Regions from separate parts of the Xenopus tropicalis genome. Here region 1 is linked to region 2. Evidence: chromatin contacts called from public Hi-C data. All regions are on one chromosome and are shown on one strand. The core of a region is the stretch at or near the end of the contact, and the rest is flanking DNA. Distances in the headings are between cores, read along the strand shown.

The links. Hi-C and Micro-C count contacts between places; a contact is called where the count stands out from the background.
Region 1: a contact with region 2 is called in a Hi-C map of brain, with 2.6 times the contacts expected there. The contact joins the promoter of r3hcc1 here to the promoter of tgoln2 in region 2. A contact is called at or near these places in 2 of 5 Hi-C or Micro-C datasets (brain and neurula embryo).

Annotation. Positions count from the first base shown.
Region 1 is chr3:127,055,268-127,058,981 of UCB_Xtro_10.0, reverse strand. It overlaps r3hcc1 (R3H and coiled-coil domain-containing protein 1), which reads right to left and starts at 2,187. Exons shown (of 8, transcript XM_012959437.3): 1 at 2,065-2,187; 2 at 1,089-1,233.
Region 2 is chr3:126,816,427-126,820,004 of UCB_Xtro_10.0, reverse strand. It overlaps tgoln2 (trans-Golgi network integral membrane protein 2), which reads right to left and starts at 1,922. Exons shown (of 4, transcript XM_002932550.5): 1 at 1,814-1,922. The coding sequence starts at 1,883.

The sequences.
Region 1 (3,714 bases), core at 938-3,437, 240 kb before region 2:
TACAGAGAAAAGGGAATCATTTAACCATTAAATAAACCCAATAGGACTGTTCTGCCCCCAATAAGGGGTAATTATATCTTAGTTGGGATCAAGTACAGGTACTGTTTTATTATTACAGAGAAAAGGGAATCATTTAACCATTAAATAAACCCAATAGGGCTGTTCTGCCCCCAATAAGGGGTAATTATATCTTAGTTGGGATCAAGTACAGGTACTGTTTTATTATTACAGAGAAAAGGGAATCATTTAACCATTAAATAAACCCAATAGGGCTGTTCTGTCCCAATAAGGGGTAATTATATCTTAGTTGGGATCAAGTACAGGTACTGTTTTATTATTACAGAGAAAAGGAAATCATTTAACCATTAAATAAACCCAATAGGGCTGTTCTGCCCCCAATAAGGGGTAATTATATCTTAGTTGGGATCAAGTACAGGTACTGTTTTATTATTACAGAGAAAAGGGAATCATTTAACCATTAAATAAACCCAATAGGGCTGTTCTGCCCCCAATAAGGGGTAATTATATCTTAGTTGGGATCAAGTACAGGTACTGTTTTATTGTTACAGAGAAAAGGGAATCATTTAACCATTAAATAAACCCAATAGGGCTGTTCTGCCCCCAATAAGGGGTAATTATATCTTAGTTGGGATCAAATACAGGTACTTTTTTATTATTACAGAGAAAAGGGAATCATTTAACCATTAAATAAACCCAATAGGGCTGTTCTGCCCCCAATAAGGGGTAATTATATCTTAGTTGGGATCAAGTACAGGTACTGTTTTATTGTTACAGAGAAAAGGGAATCATTTAACCATTAAATAAACCCAATAGGGCTGTTCTGCCCCCAATAAGGGGTAATTATATCTTAGTTGGGATCAAATACAGGTACTTTTTTATTATTACAGAGAAAAAGGAAATCGTTTTTAAAAATTAGAATTATTTGCTTATAATGGAGTCTATGGGAGATGGCGTTTCCATAATTCAGAACTTTCTGGATAATGGGTTTCCGGATAAGGGATCCCATACCTGTATGCCTAGAAAAGAGCATTACCATTGAGTTTGTGATGGCCTCACGCGTTACTCACTTTTTCAGGTCTCCTTGATGCAGAAAGTGCTCCAGCTCCGTGGATATGAGCTGGTAAAAGTCATATTCAATACCACTAAGGTAAACCCCATCGAGGCTTGGTTGCTCCAGGGTGCCGGTAAGTAACAGAACTTGATGAAAGAAACCTGAGGGGAGAGGGATTGTGTTATGAAGAAACAAAAGACAGCAGTTTTGAACATGGTGGGGTGTAGAGCCAGGCTATTAACTCTGCACTTAGGTTACAATTAAATAAAAAACATTTTCAGTCATGCTCACTGGCCCAGACTTAGAGAGGAATAAAAATAAATGCATTTTCTATGTATTTTGGGTCAGAAACTGCGTTCATGCTGTAGCCGGCTGCACCACATTCAGGTATAGGCCTGCTGTTACTGGCACGGATCATACAAGGAAAGCGGCATCATACCCATTCCCCAAATTTACTCCCTACGGCTAAACATGGGGGGGCACAGGGTCTGCCGGTGGGGTCTGGTTCTACTCCTGCCCCATTAACCTTCCCCACCCACCTCAGCATATAGGCAGGACAGGGAGGTGTGCCCCAAAGGGTCAAAGCCAGAGCCCCTGGCCTTTAGCTCAATTTGCAATTGTTATTTCACACACAAAACTAAAGTGAAAGGCTCAGCTGCACAGCCCAGTGTTGCCAATAATGTAGGTGACTGTTCCAACATAACGCTTCCCCATGGGCTGGGTATTGTGTAATAATACAGCTCTACAGGAGCCCTATGCAGCCCTGCGGAAGGCTTTGCACCGCTGTGCGGCTGGAGCGCATGTATTTATCCATTAGGCACATTCAGTGCTGGGAGAAGACGTGCCAACATTATAGGAAAGCTGCCAATACTAAAAACAACGAAAGTTGTATTTTCTTGACGTTGTTTCTTTTTGTTGTTGTTTTGGTTCAGGACAGTCACAACAAGAAGCGAATAATAAAATCAGTGAGTCGCCGCTGCACTTATACACACCAACACAGCGCTCAGTGTGAGCAGCGACTCCTTCCGCGCAGCCAATCCGCGCCTCGCAAATCCCGCGATACTGGGACGTCACACTACGCCTATATAAGCGCGGCGCCGCTGGGTTCCGGCACTTGGCGGGGTGGGATGGTGGTCATAGCTGCGTTGGCAATTAGCAGAACGTCAGCTTCTAATGTGTGACCAACATTAGTCATGAATTGTTATCTGAAAGCCATACGTGTGCTGCTTATGTTATTTTGGCGGGCAATGCCCAGATAGCTGCCAAAAGGTGATAAGTTGTTCAGGTGTTTATGCTCTCAATTCCTACTTGTGTCAGGAAAGAAAGACATTAATTTTTTGCTGAGAGTAACTGCTGCCCCAGAGTCTCCTCCAAATATGGAGTTTGTTTGTCCCAATTTAGGGTCAGCTAAAGGGTTACTTTAGGAAAAGCTAATGGGTGTAGTTCACCAAAGTCATTTTTTGCTCTTCCTTAACTCTAAAGTGTGCAGGTTCCCTATTGGTTCAGTAGTAGAAAGTTTCGGGGCGCCAGTGCCGGCAGGGTTTTCTCTGCTTCATAGAGGACTTAGATAACAGCAGCTGTCACTCAGAAACCGACCGTTAGTTATCTTGAGTTCCAGGGCAAATGTTTTACGGGAAAACTCCAGCTATATTTTTTACAATTTATGGACAAATTATTTGCTAATTTGGGAGAATGGGTAAAATATACAAACCGTAGTTTGTAGTGGCCCCACAGCCAAACGATGGAATTAGAACGCCGGTAATAGGCGCAGTCGGTTCAACGAGCTGATGTGGTCCCCAGTCCGACTAAGTTTTTTAACCTGCCCGATTGATATCTGGCCGATTTCAGGCCAGATATCTGTCGGGCAGGCCTGTCGTTTTTACCCCTACACGGGTAGATTAGCGCTGAATCGGCCTAAGGGACCAATATCAGCAGCTAGAATCGGCCCATGTATGGCCGCCTTAAAGTGATACTGACACGAAAAAACAACTTTTTAAAATATGAATCTACATAAAAAGTTGCCTATAGGTCATGTTGATCATTTTTTGCTGATAGGTTTGCTTTTGTAAGTAATTGTTACTTGAAATCCCAAAACCTGACTGTTTTGCCAACCTGACTGTCCCTTCTCAGCCTGACAGTTACAGCTTCTAATGCTAACGGCCCCCTGCTGGACAAATATGGCCGCCCCCTTATAGAGGAACATGGAGGATCAGATAGGGAATGTAAAAGCTTGGACAAATACTTTTATGGCAAAATTATAAATAGCATGCAAAGGCAATGTTATGACAATGTTATAAAAGGTTTGATTTCTGGTGTCAGTATCACTTTAAGGCTCAAATTCTCATAAATGGCAGACTCTTTATGGCCTGGCTTTTGTAATCTTTACAGAATTCCACTATATGCCCCCACCATACGTTCATTATTATTAGTTATTTGTTTTTAAGCTATGGAGCTTTAGTCCCTCCAAGATTGATAATCATGGTCAGGGAGACCACCAATAGGCCTACAGCAACATTAAAGGACAACAAAACCCTATTCTGCAGTCTTTATCCCACTAATAAAGTATGTGGAGCTGAACCTAATCGCTAGTTTTTTTTAAATAAAAAGTGCTACCCCAAAGTACGACTGCCTGCAGTAAGCAG
Region 2 (3,578 bases), core at 673-3,172:
GCCATGGGGGCAGCCATTCAAGCTGTAGAAAAGGCACAGGCACATAGCAGATAACAGATAAAACACTATTGTATTCTACAGAACTTATCCGTTATCTGCTATGTGCCTGTGCCTTTTCTCCTTTGAATGGCTGACCCCATGGCTACACAGCAGCTTTTTATATAAACTATAGTAGTGTTACTGTAGCAAACACACCAGTTTTACTGATAATTGCTGAGTTGACCATTTCTAACAAGACATACTGGAATTGCTTATTAAAGGAACAGTAACACCAAAAAATAAAAGAGCTTTAAAGTAATAAAAATATAATGCACTGTTTCCCTGCGCTGGTAAAATTAGTGTGTTTGCTACAGTAACACTACTATAATTTATATAATAAGCTGCTGTGTAGCCACGGGGGCAGCCATTCAAGCTGGAAAAAAGGAGAAAAGGCACAGGTTACATAGCAGATAACAGATCAGTTCTGTAGAATACAATAGTGTTTTATCTGTTATCTGCTATGTGCCTGTGCCTTTTCTCCTTTGAATGGCTGCCCCCATGGCTACATAGCAGCTTATTTATATAAATTATAGTAGACTTTCTGAAGCAAACACACAACTTTTACCAGTGCAGGGCAGCAGCACATTATATTTTAGTTACTTTTATACACTTTCATTTTTTGGTGTTACTGTTCCTTTAAAGGAACAGTAACACCAAAAAATGTATATATTTCAAAGAAATTAAACTATAATGTACTGCTGCCTTGCACTGGTAAAAGTTTTGTGTTTGCTTCAGAAACACTACTAAAGTTTATATAAACCCTGGTGTGTAGCCATGGGGGCAGCCATTCAAAAGAAGAAAAGGCACAGGTTATATAGCAGATAACAGATAAACCCTGTAGAATACAATGGTGTCTTATCTGTTATCTGCTATGTAACCTGTGCCTTTTCTCCTTTTTTCCAGCTTGAATGGCTGCCCCCATGGCTACACAGCAGCGTATTTATATAAACTATAGTAGTGTTCCTGAAACAAACACCCCAGTTGTACCAGTGCAGGGCCACAGTACATTATATTTCAATTACTTTAAAACACTTTTTTGGTGTTACTGTTCCTTTAAGGCAAGCTTTGTTTCACCCCAAAATCTGCCATCTAGGTGATATCTAGGAAGTGCTGAATGGAAAGTTAAAGTAATTGTAATTAAAAATCTGAGCTGTTAATCATATATTGCCTGCCCCGCCTCTATGCCGGAGGCATAGAGGCGGGGCAGGCAATATATGATTGACAGCTCAGATTTTTAAGTCTATTTATAACAGGTATGGATGATTTAATTAAAAAATTTGGGTTACATGCTTAATTTCTGAAGGACTTTTATTACATATCTTTTTATATGTGCTTCACCTCTTGTATCAGTTATTGATTGCTTGATTATTAATAATAATAATGTGGGTGACAGGCACCTTTACTGTGCCATTAAGGCATAACCTCTCATTGCTGTGAGCCAAGGTTGTGTAAAACCAGTTTATAGTTCTATGAGATACCATTAATTGGTAAAGGAAGTGCCAGTTAGAATACAGGTGCCATTAGCAAACACATAAGAGAAAAGAGAATGAGCACAAGGGAAACCCCACACAACCTATTTCATTCCCACAATAACAAGAAGCCCGAATGCTGTGAGAGTGTATCTAGGCCGGGAGCCAATGACGATAGTGACAGAGACTGGTGGGCGGAAGGCGGAAGGTACACGCATCAGTCCCATAAAGCTTTGCCTTGAGGCATCTAAACCCACCCAAAACCAGCAGGTAAAACCCCACAGCTGAAGCCTAAAGCATCTCACCTTCGCCATTATCCGCAGCGCTCAGCGAAACAAGGAGCAGAAGCAACAACCAAGACGCCTTAGTCGCCATCGTTACAGGAAATAAGTGAGATAAAAAAAAAATAGGTATTTCCGCTTTCCTGTATCCGCGCCGCCATCTTTCTACACCTTGAATGAAGTCAGTGCTACGGATGTATCGCCGGCGTTTGAATGTTCGACGGTGAGTGTACTAATATGGCCGGCCTTGGCATGATTTGGAACTGCTCATGTTATTGCTGCTGCTGCTGCTGCTGCTGCTGCTATTACACCTAGTCATGCATAACTATGGCAATTATGTAAAAAACCTATTCTTGGCTAATATATATAACTTTCACTAAATGAGATATATACCTTATAGATGTATTTGAAGATTTAATTTCTCTGTGACGGAGTGGACACTTATTTACAAGGCCTGGGCACAGGTATAGGGATCAGTTTGGGTGATGTTGGATTAGTGACCCGCTTGACAACTTTTGAGTTTGGTAACCTTAGTCCCTCCATTTCCCAGTGTAGCCCACTTTAGTTGGCAGTGCTGCTACTTGCTATTACTTTGGCGCTACAGGAAGGGCCAGAACTAGGGGTAGGCAGAAGAGGCAGCTGCCTAGGGCGCAACGATTGAGGGGCGCCAGGCAGGAGCCTCTCCTGCCTACCCCTAGTGCTACTTTGTCATTGCCTCTGCCGCTTGTCATTAGCGGCGGAGGCAATGACCGATCTAATCGTCCCCCCCCCTGCACTGCCTCCTGTGCTTTGGCATGCGCATGCGCGGGGAGGTGGGCTGAGTTGGCCGACCGGGTTGCCTAGGGTGCCGGTCGGCTTGGCCGCCCCTGGCTATAGGAGTCCTGAGCCCCGCTTACTATGGGGGACAGGTGCTGTACAGTTCAATGGTGGGCCTCCACCCAGGGGTGATACTGTGAGACCATAACTCACAACCCTGGGAACTTGATATTGTACGTTAATCCTTGACTGGGACTCCACACAACTCCCTGCACCTTGCCCCTCCCTTGGGGTATTTGCTTACCGGCCAGTAGGTGATCCCTTGATAGGAAAGAGACAGACACAAGTGGGTATAGTGAACGAGATGAATCTCTTTATTCAGGGCAGACCTCTCCAGGAGTGGAACACATTCATCAGGGCACTGTCTCCTTAACTTCAGTCTTAGAGAACCTCTCTCCTGTTGGGTTACCCACGGTACTCCCACCAAGTGATCCTACCTAGGACCACCTTTAGGTGTCTAACTCAAAAAATCCAACCTCTAGTGCCTAACGGGAACCCATCTAAGGGGCTCAAGTCTGGGGATCCCTACACCAGTATTCAATTAATATTTGAAGACTACTAAGATTGGAGATAAATATTACTGGTGATGTTGCCAGTAGCAACCAATCAGATCTTGCTCTTGATTTCTGACTTTTAGGTGACAGTTCAAATCTAAATGCTGATTTATTGCTATGGGCAACATCACTAGTGATATTTATCTCCAATCTTAGTACACATGACCCTAAGGGGTATAAGTTGCTCATAGCAGCCAATCAGATGCTTTGCTTTGGTTTTCTAACTGTTGAAATGTAATTGCTGATTGGTTGCCCTGGGCAACATCGCTGGTAACGCTGTACACTGCTTTTTACACAGCATGATAAATATAGTTTGTAGTTCATGACAGGGTCACAGATTGCCTAAGGCTGAGGTTAAAAGAAAGGGTTTTGTTGGTGGCCTCTTGCACACAGAATAGTATTAAATACTGATTTTCAGT